Linked DNA regions of Gossypium hirsutum: region 1 is linked to region 2. Evidence: chromatin contacts called from public Hi-C data. All regions are on one chromosome and are shown on one strand. Each heading gives the region's core, a stretch centred on a gene start, on an enhancer-like site or on the middle of the called end of the contact. The rest is flanking DNA. Distances are from core to core; before and after follow the strand shown. Region 1 holds the start of LOC121202939 (2-dehydro-3-deoxy-D-gluconate 5-dehydrogenase). Region 2 has its middle 6.7 kb from the start of LOC121216478.

The links. A called contact is a pair of places that touch in the nucleus more often than the background predicts.
Region 1: a contact with region 2 is called in a Hi-C map of hypocotyl, with 1.7 times the contacts expected there. The contact joins the promoter of LOC121202939 here to the enhancer-like site in region 2. A contact is called at or near these places in 3 of 34 Hi-C or Micro-C datasets (hypocotyl and leaf).

What each region holds. Positions count from the first base shown.
Region 1 is chrD04:15,861,099-15,868,148 of Gossypium_hirsutum_v2.1, forward strand. It overlaps LOC121202939 (2-dehydro-3-deoxy-D-gluconate 5-dehydrogenase), which reads left to right and starts at 3,024. Exons shown (of 5, transcript XM_041092058.1): 1 at 3,024-3,282; 2 at 3,378-3,482; 3 at 3,674-3,882. The coding sequence starts at 3,391. It overlaps LOC121216392 (a long non-coding RNA gene), which reads right to left and starts at 1,332. Exons shown (of 2, transcript XR_005912581.1): 1 at 1,291-1,332; 2 at 190-325.
Region 2 is chrD04:15,756,421-15,763,447 of Gossypium_hirsutum_v2.1, forward strand. No RefSeq gene overlaps it. Among protein-coding and RNA genes, the nearest start is that of LOC121216478, 6.7 kb to the right of the region's middle. Within about 2 kb of position 1,816, at least 8 of the 9 cell types and tissues checked have an H3K27ac peak or open chromatin away from gene starts, as enhancers often do. A contact at or near this core is called in hypocotyl and leaf, where this site is marked.

The DNA of each region.
Region 1 (7,050 bases), core at 1,774-4,273, 110 kb after region 2:
AAAACATCACACGGTAAAACAGTTTGTTATTGCAGGTTTAAAATTCGTGGAAGCTATTCCATATACAGATATCTTGTGGTTGAAAAAAAATACGTGTTTGCCTTGAAAAACTATTTTTTGTTGTGAAATCTTATTTGTATCAATTAAACAGTTCAAAATAAGCAATTATAACCCAATTAACCGAAAATTAAAATGCCAAAAGCCTTATTACATAAAAATCACCCAAAGTAAAAATTTAAATAACTGGTCTAGAATAAAATATTAGCGAATGTGTGGCCACCTGCGAGTCCCACGTGTCTCCAAATCATCTAAGGTTGGGGATTACCTGCATGGTCAAAAGAAAAGGATGAGTTACAAGAACTTAGTGTGTAATCCCTTAACACGCAGTAACAGTCTAGGCCTGAGCCCTATTCAGTATTAGTACAGTGTGGGACTTAGCCCAATATAGAAACAGTGTGGGTCTAAGCTTGATACAGTATCAGTATGATGCAAGTATGTGAACCCACCCCAATCCAGCCAGCACACTACCCATACCAACCCAACACACCATGTGGGGACTAAGTCGACCCACCCAGGCCACACACCAATATTGCAGCATAGCTTCCAGTAATAATAATACAGCAGAGCTGCTAGTACAGTATCTGTGGCAAAGCCACCAGTAACAATAATTGTGGCAGAGCCACCAGAAACAGTACTTCCTCCACAATAAAATCCCAACACCATGCAGTATGTCATGTCATAAATTATTCGTGTATGCAGAATTTCTTACTCAGTAACCATCATATCTATATATCATAGAACCCTAGCAGTCATTTTACCCTAACGGAAGTATTATGGTAATTTTACCCATCGAGGGTATTTTGGTAATTTTACCTATTAAGGGTATTTCAGTAATTTTAACGACCTTTTTGAAGGTCTACAGTTGCCTAGAGTAACATAGATGATTCATTTGGTCGAAGCCACGTAATTGGGTTCAAAGCCCACTATTCGATCCAATTGGGCCACACGCTCGTGTGGCCCGTTTGGCCCAAATTCAATCTCGATTATGTGACCTACGTAGCCCAATACATTTTTTGCTACTTTTCATAACTTTTATCTGTGTGGGGCCCACGAGCCCATTAGGCCCACACGGCCTATTTTGGCCCAACAAGGCTCATAACGGCCCAAGTGTACGAGAACACTCGCAGTGGTTTCTCCATACAAGCGATCGCACGCTCGTAAGTCCTCAGATGCCGAAGTTTCGACTTTCAGCTTTTGCCGATTCTTAGCGGAGATAATGTGGTTACGCACCTATTGCGAAAATATGCTAAGATCCACGAGAACTCCAAACCTAAACAACCAAGATACACCATCAGTCATTTAATCAATAGGATTTAGATAACTCCTTTCAATACTACTATCCAAAATGATTTAATACTTGCCTTGATCGACAAATGTGGCTTAGCCCACTTAGATCGCTGGTTAGGATTGATTACCCGTTGCTTGCCGACTATCTGCGTTACAAGTGCAATCTTATTAGACACGATTGTCTAAACCCAAAGGTTGATCATACACACAAAACTCCTAGGTAAAAAAAAGTAGCATTCGGCCACAAAGTATACAACGAACACACTCTAGATTGAGCACAATAATAGCAACAGGGTTACCTTCAGATGAAAAACAATAGAAACGTTTAGAAATGCTTCAGTATTTATTGAGTACTCCTTCACTCCTTACGGAATTCTAGAACCCGAAGAATACAATCGGTAACAAGAGAGTCAAGAGGAGAAATAAGTATTTGGCTTTTAGAAAGGTCTAAAGGAACCAAGTTTGAGTGAAAAGAGTGAACACAACCACTTACCGACTTATTAGAATCTTTGCAAAAGATCGACGCAAAGATGGCTTAACAGTAGTGATATTCGACTAGCCTAGAATAGGAGATGAACAGAAGACAAAAGAGAGAGAAAGGAAAGGTTCAACCTTTAGAGAAAAAGAAAGAAGGGTGGAGGCTTCGGCAGATGTTGGTACAAAAGTGAAATAAGGAAATGGTCAATTGCAAGCAATGAGAAAGAAAATAAAAAATGCACAAGTGGTCAGTTAATATTTCGACACTTAAGAGAAAAGAAGATAGAACACACCACTACTACAGGGCCACAAGCTTTCTTATGTCTTTTTTCCTCTACAATTATTCTTAAGGCCTTCAGGTCAAAATCAAGGTTCACTTAAGAGAAAAACCAAAATTTTGCTAGAGCCTAAATTTAATCCCAAGACTTTTCACACATTCCCAAACACACCCAAATCACTCAACCACAGAAGCAAACACATAATTGTGTCAAACATCAAAAATTTAAAGACCCTATATTTTTAGGGCGTTACAGTGCCCCATTTTAGCCGTTCATCATAAGGTTTTGTCTTTTGTTTTCAAAACAAAATCATTTGAGAAATTAGTTTAAATATTATTATATAATTTATAAAATTATTATTTACTCTCTTTTTTTTTTGCTTTTTATATTTTTATGAACTTTCTAATTTTTTTTTGTTGTAGTGTGAATTGAGAATCAATATCAATAGTCTAATCAGGTGTTCTATTATTTTTATGCTACTATATGCATTGATTTTGTATGAATAATTTTATTTTTCTAGAAAATAGGCTATTGGGAATTTCATGAAATAAAAATAATTATAAAGAAAATTAATGGGATCTAAAATAGCCTAAATTTATTCGTAATAATTGTTAGAGTTTTTACCGAAACTTAAATTATACATATTCAAATTTTGTTATCTCTATTCTCCTTCACATGATTATATTATATTTATAAAATAAATTAATATTTATTAATAATATAAAATATAACAATATAAATTAAAATAAAAATTTATCTTTTGTATTTTATAGTGAGAGAAGGTAAATTAAAAATGTAAAATTTTAAGAAAATTTAAAAATAAGCTGAATTTGGAATAGCTTTAAATTTTAAAATTCTTCATTATTTACTAAAACAAATAAATTTATTTTAAAATGTATAATATATTGACAAAAATAAAAACTCTTTTATCTTTTTCAAAACAAAAGAAAAAAACACTTTTCAGGAAAGTTATCTAAAGCAGATGAAGGCATTCACGGAAGCGCAAAGGAATAGACCTTTTGTTTGTGCCTCGCAGATTTTTGTTTCCATTTTTGCTACCAGTTACCAATAAACACCAATTAAAAACCATAAAAGCACAATCATCTAGGCTACCTTCAAAAATCTCTCCAACCCACTACCTTGATTCATTTCATCAGCAGCGTTATATATATATATATAGGTAACGAACCTTTTTTGTTGTTTTGTAGCTTTGGATTTACTTTCTGGGTTCTGTTTGATTTTGTTGTTTCTTGATGTTTTCTGGGTGATCAGCAGTTGTGTATTGAGAATGGAGAATCTAGCAAAGAACGTGTTGATCACTTCAGATGGAGATGAAATTTCAGTGAACATTGCTTTGCATTTAGCCAAACGTGGTTGCAGGTTATAAGTTTCCTAGTTTAGATGAGTTGATGTTTTGCATATACTTGGGGTTCTTTCATTTATGATCAAAATAGAACATTTTCCAATTCTTGATTTACTGTTGTTTCTTGATTCAATCCAATATCCATGTGATTAGGTATACAGTTGGTTTTGATTGTTCATGAAATGAAGCAAAAGTTGGTTTTGATTAGGTTGGTATTAATGGGGAATGAGTGCTCCTTGAGGAGTGCCAAACAGAAAATAATGGATTCAATTATGAATGTGGTGGTCCCAGAGCCAGTAGCGGTGGTTGGCTTGGACATGGATGATGAAAGAGAAGGAGCTTTTAATGATGCAGTGGATAAAGCATGGAGAGCTTTTGGACACTTGGATGCTCTTGTCAATTGTCATGCTTACGAAGGTGGGTATCTATTTCTATTTGGATTTGCTATCAATATCATCTCTGCTGATATTTTTTGCAATTCATAGTTGACGTGGCATATAAAATGTTCATATTTATATTATCCTGACGCTTTGAGTTTTCAACAGTGAACCACCACGCTAAAATTACTATACCGGTCCCTATATTTTTCTTTAAATTTCATTTTAGCCTCTTTACCAAAAATTATGCAAAATGATCATTATACCTTAAATGAAGCAGCGAAATAGTTCATCTGTTAAACTGTCTACTAATTTTTATTTATGTTTAACTTTTTAAATGTGTTTGATTTTTTTAAAAGAATTTTTTTTTTGCATTTCTAATTTTTCTAAAAGTAGAATATTTTATAAAAATTGAAAATAAAAACATGTACTCTTTTAAAATTTTAGAATTTTTTATTTTTTATTTTTTAAAATTTTAAAATTTAGAATTTTTTTTATAATTTTGGAATTATGCTTTTTATTTGTGGTTTTTAAATTTTTTTTTATGATTTTTTAGAATTTTTGGTCGTGTAAGTAAAAAATAAAAGGTAGATGGTTAAAATAGAAGAGTAGTGCTAAAATGAATAAATGTGTAAAGCTGACAATTAAATTTGTTATTATGTCTTATATATAAAGTGCCAACATAAGTATTTAACAACGCAATTTTAATGGAGAGGCTATTTTGTTCATTTATGATCAATTTGTTCTTTTTTAGTAGAGGGGTCAAAATGCAAACCAAAGTATAGTATAGGATTCGCTATGATACTTTTACAAAAAAAAAATGGTATAAAAATTGGGTAAATGACACTAGTAGTCACCCAATTATTAATAAATTTCTTTTTTGGTCACCCAACTATGAAACATTTAGTAAATTTCTTTTTTAGTCACCAACTATGAAAAGTTACAAAATGGTCACCCAACTATTCAATTTTATCTTTTTTGGTCACTAGCTGGCTAACAATGACAGCTTTTAAAATTGACATGTAGAAGATTTAACCCTCGACATTTATACATTATGTCAATTTAGTCTTGATTCTAAAAAATCTAACCCTCAACATTAACACATTGTCTAATTTGGTCCCTTTTTTTTATAGTTTGGCTTTTCTTTGTGATCCTTCACCTAAAAAGTTAAAAAAATTATCAACTAAATTTGATTGAAAATATACAATAAAATAAAAACACTAAAAAATCCGAGATAATAATTTTCATCTTTTCTTATTCTTTTAAAATTGACCCTTAATGTTCTAAAGAAAAACAAAATTGGAAAAAAAAAGGCTAAATTACACAATGTATAAATATTGAGGGTTAAATTTTTTTAGAATCAAGACTATATTGACATAATTTATAAATGTTGAGGGTTAAAGTTGTTATTATGCCACTTCTAAAAGTTGTTATAGTTAGCCAGCTGGTGACTAAAAAAATAAAATCGAAGAGCTGAGTGATTATTTTGTAAATTTTCATAATTGAATTACAAAAAAAAAATACTAATAGTTTGGTGGCTACTAGTGTAGTAGTCTACCCTTAAAATTTTTGGGTAATATGAGATTCTTGGGATATAAGGATTTTGTACATAAATGGGTTAGAACTTCAAGGGTCATCGGTAATATTATTTAGGTAAACTATGTAAATAGTCATTCAAGTATTAGTATATTTTTGTTTTGGTCATCCAAGTTTAAAAATTTGTATTTTACTCAATAATGTTATCGAAATTTAATATTTTTGCAACTTCTCTATTAAATCACTAATGAAATGTTGGTGCAACCTTTTTTATTGACACAATAACAAATTTAGACCTCCAATGTTTGTAGATTTTATCAATTTTTTACTAATTCTAAAAAAAATTCAACAAATTTAATCTTCAACTTTTTACATTATGTCAATTTAGTCTTGATTCTTAAAATTCAAAAGAAATTTTAAATAACTTTAAAAATAAAAAAAATCATTTAAAATTTCATTTTTCCGATAAAAATACATAAGATTTTATAAAAATAATAAAAAATATTTATAGATAAATAAATATCTATTTTTCTCATTTTCTAACATGAATTTATTTATTAAAATGATAATTTTATATATAAAACAATTTAAGAGAAAAAAACTCATGAAGAAGAATTAAGCAGATTCAACTTTTCCCTTCTTTCAATATTAATGACCACTATGTTCATGTTGGGTTAAAACTTACTACCTAAGGTCGAAAAGGATAAGAATTAGTGTTTTTAGGTTGTTACCTAGAATGAGTTTATTGCGTTTGAGGTTGTACTGAAGGGCATGCATGATTGGATATATAGGTGAGAATGAGGTCCTAGAGACCTAGTAGGTGGGAAGGCTATGCTGGTAGCTCCACAATTGGTTCCTAGTTCAATGGCATGACGATAGAGGATGTGGAAATTGAGGAGTTTGGAGTAATGATTATTGGTGTAGATGGTTGTGGTTGTGGATGAAGGCGATACCCAATGCTCGACAAATTTGGCAAAATCTAAGGAACAAGGCTAGATGTATAATAAATAGATTATTACTTTTAAAATAAAACTAAGAAAGGGGAAAGTTTGAATCTAATTTAAGTCTTGTTTATGGGTTTTTTAAGAAAATAATTTATTTATAAAACTAGTATTTTAATGTATTAATTTATTTATAATTTGTATGTAATTTTATAGAAAATAAAATTTTAATATATATTTTTTTACTTTTAAAGTTTTTTTAATTTTGATTTTTAATAATCAAGGCTAAATTGATAGAATGTATAAAGCCGGGGTTGATTTTATTAAATTTTTTAGAATTATGATCAAATTGATAAAAAAAATATAAACATTGTAGAATTAAATTTATTATTATGCTAATAAAACGTCACGGCAATATTCTGTTAGTAATTTAACGGATAAATAAATAAAATATTTAATTTTAATAACATTAATAATTAAAATAGATTTTTTTAAAAATTTAGGTGAGTACGACAATAACTGAATTACTATTTATAGTTTACATTCTATTCAGCTATTGACTGAAGTCCAAAGATTATTTAGACGATAAGTTTATAAATAGCATAGGTCAATTTTGGGGGAAGAAATATAAAAACAACCTTCACCAAAACATGGGTGTTTTTCTTTCTTGTTTCTCTTTTTAAATTATCAGTAAAAAAACTAGGTTTGTTATTTGAAAATTTTGGTTGATT
Region 2 (7,027 bases), core at 566-3,065:
GCCAAAAAAATTTTCAGACTACAATATAATTTTATAGAATGTGAGCACTTTGTTTATTTGTGGAGAAGAGCACTTCCTTTGGGCTGTGAAGATAACTATGGTTAGAATGGGTATATGTGTATGTTAGGGATCGCATTGCTTGTCAGACGTGCTTCCTATCATGTAGACGAAGGGGACCTCCCCTCTTGGAAAGCTTAGCTTAACTGTGGAAAGAAAATTATCAAAACCAACCTCACATGAATTCAAAGATTGAATGGTAAGGTAAAACATCTAATTTTTTATTTCTTTATTATTATCTTTTAACACTTAATGTTCCTATTAAGAATTGTGATAAGCTTGGATCTTTGTTTGTTTTTTTAATAATTTTCCATTCCTACTCCAATCCTTATCAAAAGTTTTGTTTCTTCCCCCCATTTGAATGCCAAGCTCTCACCAACATAGCAATTCGTTTTGGTAAATAATTCCAAGGGCCTAATAATTCGAAAGCAAATAATCAAATATTTATAGCTATTTGGTTGGCATGCAATGCATACAAAGTGTAATTTTTTATTGTCTTTTTTTAAGCATTTAGCAAAGGCATGATAATCTAAATTGGAAATTAAATACCCATAGTAGCAAACTTTCAAGTGAAAGTTGATAGGCCTCTAGCTAGTTTATTTCTTCATCGAATTAATATCTCTTGTACAATACTGCTATTAAGTTGTACAATACTGCAACTTGGTGCTGGGTTATTCATCAACGTGAAGGAAAGTTGCAGCACATAATTAGAAAATGGAGAGGCCCCCACCAATTGATGAGCACCAAAAAAGCCAGAATCTCTTACGGTACCAAATGCCTCTTTTTGATAAGATATACATGGACCTAACCATTATCCTTGCATACCATCTACACATTTGAGCAATATATCAACTATCCCTTTCTCTTTTGATTTTATATTTTGTTTTTTTCTCTACAAAAGACAGCAATTTAAAAGATAAAAGCAAAAGGTTATAGATATTACTTATTAAAATAATTGTATAAATTAGTTTGGAATTTTTCTATTCATTTTTTTTTTCTTTCTTCTTTACTACTACCAATAATTTCATTTTGAAACAATGTCATATTGGTTGCATATACATAAATTCCATTGATCTGATGGGTAAAGGAAAAAAATTTGAGTGAACGATGAGATTGGACGAGTTGTGAAAATTGATTATAACGCAGAAAATGGATCGCGGGGCCACTTTGTGAGAATGACAATCTATGTGAATCGGGAAGTTCGGTTGAAGCCAAAGATCAGAATTGATGGCACTCTCCAAAGAGTGGAATATGAGGCTTTACCAAACGTTTGCTTTGATTGTGGTAGATACGATCATGTCCAAGACGTTTGTCCGTCGTTAGGGGGCCGTGATAAGGGAAGAGAAGATGATTCACGGAAGAATTTTGATACGGCGGAGTTGAACTGCAGAGTAGAGAAGTTTGGGTCTTGGATGCTTGTGGGAAGGAAGCAAAGACGAAAAGCTCGTAATGGAAGAGAGCAAAACACATGATTAGATGCCGAAATTTCATGAGGGTCAAGATTTTCAGTTTTAGTTAGAACCCAAAATCAGGGAGCAATTGATGAAGTCGCCGATCACGAAAAAAATATCTCAAGTTTTAATGCAAAAAGATAGTAACGTCACTAGTGTGAACGCATGTTTCGCTTTTAAGGGAAAGTCAGATGGGTTAAGCAAGAAACTAGGAGATCGGGCCAAAGGGAAAGGGGTATTATTTAGTGGGCCAAATAAACCTGTTATGGTCCTTATGCCTATGAATATTAATAGGGCCAACCCATCTGTAGTCCAAGAGAATGTGGGATTTGATGATGGATCACCGATAGGAGCTCATACATCTACAATTGGTAATGTCTTTACCAATTTGGAACCATAGCTGTCGAAACTAGCCTAGGCAAGGAGAAAAACCATGTGATACGGTTTGGGGAGAATATTTGTCATACCCAAAAACAGGGTTAGAAGATATTGAGTTGTGTTTGGGTGTGAGATTCTAGGTTTGATTCATTTTCTTTAAAATTTTAGTTATTTTTGTCTTACCCTTGAACCTTAAGCATCCAGCTTATGTTTTATTTTTGCGCAAATGACAAAAAGAATGAACTTGTTGGTTCAGTGGTAAGACTTTAGTTTACCTTTAAGTCTTGTGATTAAATTCTTGCATAAGTAAAACAAAATTAAATTTTTAGTTCCTGACATTACGCTGCCGCTGCCTTATGTCAGTTATTGAGTTAAATTCAAACTTTGGGAAAAACTGAATAAAATTTGTTGGTTAGTTATTTTCATCTATTATTATTTTATTTAATTTTTGAATTTTCCATTCCCAAAAACAAATTGTTTGTTTTGCCCCACGTTTCCTTCACCCTATTATTATTCTTTGTCTTTTCTTTTATTTTTTATCTCTTTCACATTTTCCCCTTTCAGCTTTCTTGTCTTTTCTTATATCGTCTCTTCTTTCTGTTTGTTCTTTTATTCCCTTGGATTTTCTACCTTTTTTCCTTATTACTTTCAATTTTTTTCACCCTCTTGCTAATTAGTTCATGAGAATTGTGCGAGGTAAGTATTTTAGGGTTAGATTCGTCTGCTTGTTGTGGAGTTTTTGCGATTATGGAGTAAGTTTGCTATTTTCTTTGTGTAACACGATTTTTTTCTTTGAAACCTTTGGTTTAGGTGATGTTTCTTTAACTAATAGTCTTCCGAACAATTAAGGGATTATTAAGAATGCCCCTACCATTTTGGGTGAGTAATTAAATGCTCGAAAGGCTTATTTCCAGTTTATTAAGGCCTAAAGTTAGGGGGTTGTGCCAAATTAGTAGATTTGATTTAGTGTTTTGTTCCTAAAATGTTCTTTTTAAATATCTGTTTTAGGTTTTGGCATCTTTGCCAAGGTGTTAGCATTGGAAAACGACTAGGTGTGTAACGAAAACTCGAGAAAATAGTGATCGACGAAAGTCGAAATTGGGATTGTTGATGCCAAACAGTCGTGTAACGGGTCATATGAGTCACATGGTCTAAGCTATTTGGGCCATGTAAGCCACACAGGCGTGTATGAGACCGTGTGCTAGGCCGTGTGGGCCACACGACCATATGGGCCCATTTTTAAAAATTTCCATTTTGACCTGATTTGATCCGTGAATCATAATTAGCCTCTCCATAGGGTCCATACCGCTTAAATAAGACTTGAAAACAAGGTATCTGTAAATATCTTTCTGTCAAGAATATGAATGCATGTTCAACATGCTTATCATTCTGTTTTAGTTTATGCATGACATGTCACATTGCATGGGGTTGGGATATTATGATATGGAGGAAGTTCTGGCAATTTAATGATCTGCATTAGCTGGTGGTTTATCCACATTTCTGTCTGACAGCTTGTCTGCATTTATGGTGGCTTGATTGCAATATAGTGACTTGTCCACATATATCCAATTTGGCAGTTTTTAACTACAACCTCTAGTGACATTGACCACAACTATTCTGTTGGTGTGATGGGATGGATGAGTCTAGGGAACTCTATTTGGTGTGTAGCGGAGTTGGGTAGGATATTTTTTGAATAAAATATGCATTAGGTTTTCTGAAAAATATTGCATTGGCATAAGCAAGCATTCTCAGTTTGCTCACATGATTGTTATAAAATTCTCTGTGATTCTGTTAATTTTTGGTTGTTTTATTTGAGTTTGTTGCACACTAAGCTTTATAGCTCGCCCCTTTGTTTAATCTCTGACTTTTTAGGTAATCTTTAGACTTAGACCGAACGGTGTGCAGGAGCTCGGATTGATTCTCGATTTATAAAATAAGATAATTTATGTTTTTAATTATTTTGGACTATAAATTTGTTTAGACTTTATTTTTGGTTTTTATTCCGTTTGTTTGTTTTTGAGTATTTTAGCATGAAACTGCAAAACCTCGCGGGTTAACAATTTAAAATCCAGTTTCCAAAATTAAAACTCTGGAAAATTTTCCGCTGTAAAATTAAGTAACCCCTAAAGAGTTTTTCTGTCAATAAACAAATAGTTTTAACGAGTGTTTGTCTTTAAGCTGGAAATGATTTGCTAAAATTAATGTTTTTAAAACACGATTGTGAATTCAAATTTTGGGTTTGAGTTAAGTGATTCTGGGTTTAAGTTTTTTAAACATTTTTAGAAGTTTTGCCAATTTTAACACTTTTGAAAATGCACACTAAGTTTTATTAAACCAAAAATTTTAAACAAGCTGATGTAATTTCTCAAAATCCAGTCAAGACGTCTAGGCTGGGTTTGGGGTTTTTCAACATTCGACTTGGAGATAGCCAACAAGTTATGGGTTAGGATCGCTCAGGTGGTTAACACCCTCCAAAGCTTCAAAGATAGAAAAATAAATTAGAAACATTACCTTGGATGAAGATGCTCTACTTTCTAGTGCCTCGGGGCTAAGACATTAGTCTCGCAAATCATGCGACCTTAGGAGATTTTTTTGCTCTAAATCTGCCTAAGTCAGACTAACTCTCACAAAATATTCTCGTATAAATTCTTTAAGGAATTGAAATATAGCAAAAGCAAACTCAAAATAAAATAGCAACAAAAAACAAAAAAAAACCAAATGAAAAATAGCGCATACAAAGTGTTTGAGTAAATGCTCTCAAATATATTCACAAGTATGAATGGAATGATTACAAATGAGGGGAAAGACCTTTATTTATAGTTGAGCTCCCTCAAAACCAATGGTATATATTGAGTTACATCGATGGTCATGTAACACTCTAAATCGGTTTCTGTCACCGAATTGGGGTCATAGAGTATTACGATAACATTTCAAACATTTAACATTATTTACAAACTATATTTAATCATAATTACAACTAATCAAATCACATTGCATTCATAATTAAACATATGCTTATGGGCCTTAAACCGAGTTAACGGAGCCCAAAAAACAAGTTTGGAAACATTCAGGGGTCAATTCAGAACAAAACAGTAAAGTTAGGAAAAAAGTTGAAAATTTCAAAAATAGGGGACACACGGCTGTGTTTCACAACCCAGACCATGCGGACATTCGAAGTCCAGACACATGACCGTGTCGCAGGCCATGTGCCTGGCCGTGTGTGCATTCAATGTTGGGTCACATGATCGTGTCGCAGGTTGTGTCCAGATCGTGTGTGTCTTGCATCTAAAAACATTAAGACACACAGTCGTGTGGATAGACCGTGTGTGACACACGATTGTGTGACAGCCCGTGTGCACCAAAATTTGCTTCTAAAACAAGACAATTTTTACACTTATCTTGGTTCACAAGCCAAGCCTAAAACCATATTAAAAACCATGACCAAAAACAGTCTGAGACAAGTCAAAACATACCAATTACCTACAATTCAAGTGCCTAACCAATGTGTCCTCATTGACACCACAATTCAATAATCATTCAATTAGCACTAATCTTACTCTTCTATACATCCAATCCATACATTATTAAGATACATCAACCTATCTACCAAAACATATCATAAACCAATCTCAACTTAAATTAAGTCATGTCATACATTTCCGAAAATAACCAATTTCATTGAACCTTTAATATTAACCATATGAACAAGCAATTGCAACCATCACAAAACATGTTCCATAAACATATAACCACCATATATATCTATGCACACAGGTTCAAAAGATTCAACCTTTAAGACATATTTACATTCATTCACAACTATATACTACAAGACTAAGACTCCAAAACATTATCAACCTAGGTACATGCCAAAATGTAAATGAAAATATCACCAACATTGAGTACGAGATTCTCGAAGGATGTCAAGTCGATAATCTAACTATGTACCTAATCTACACACAAAAGAATTACTTAAGTGTTGTTCAAATGTTTATTACTTCAATGATTTAAACATAAGCTAAGCAATCATAATTGTAAGCTCCATAACATAAAATAATCATTATCTCACAAATTTACATTAGCATTTTATGAGTTTTCCAAATATACCTCTTAACATCCTCACTTACATCAAACTTTCTCGATGATTCTCTTACATTTCATCATTACAAAATTTACCTGTTGTTGGCACCCAGTGCCTAACGGACCAGCTGTAATAATCTCTTTGCGCCCAGCACTAGTCAAATAATCGACAATGTTTTACGCCCAACGACAGTTGGATAAGCCAATGATAAGTGTGCCCAACACTAGTCGAATAATCGAATATGTTTTGCGCCCAACACTAGTTGGATAAGCCAACGATAAGTGTGCCCAGCACTAGTCAAATAATCAACGATGTTTTCCGCCTAACACTAGTTGGATAAACCAAATATAAGTGTGCCCAACACTAGTCAAATAATCAATAAGATTTTTGCACCCAACTCTAGTCTGATTAATCGAAAACGATTTGTTCATCTTATATAAAGTCCTTAATACCACCATTCATAATATAATCAATTACAACAATAACATTAAAATATATAATTTAATATTATATAAAACTAGCTAATTTAATTAAAATAAATAGTTCGAGTCAAGGACTACGAACTTACCAAAATTATGATGGTTTTCGGTGATCAAGGTTGATTAATCGACAACTTTCTCCTTCCCTTGGTTAACGATTGCTTTACTCGTTTCTTAATCTAAATACAATAATCTAATTCAATTAACTAACTCAAAACCATAATAATTCAATTTAAACAATCTATCATAAAATCATATTTAAACATTTAACCATTAATAATTGGCAATTACACAACTCAATCCTTAACATCAAAATTAACTTAATCACATCCTCACCTAATTTCCATAGCTAACCAAATATACATATGATTAACGAACTGTCCCTAAATTCTTGAAATTTATAAATTAATACCATGTTATTTTAATTTTATAGCATTTAACCCCCTTTAAAGCTAATACTAATAAAATCACTACTTAAGGTAATAATTTCTCATACCATGAAATTTAATAACTCAACCAACATTTCCAACAAAGTAATTAGTCTTAAAGTAGTCCCTATACATATAATAATTTATCCATTT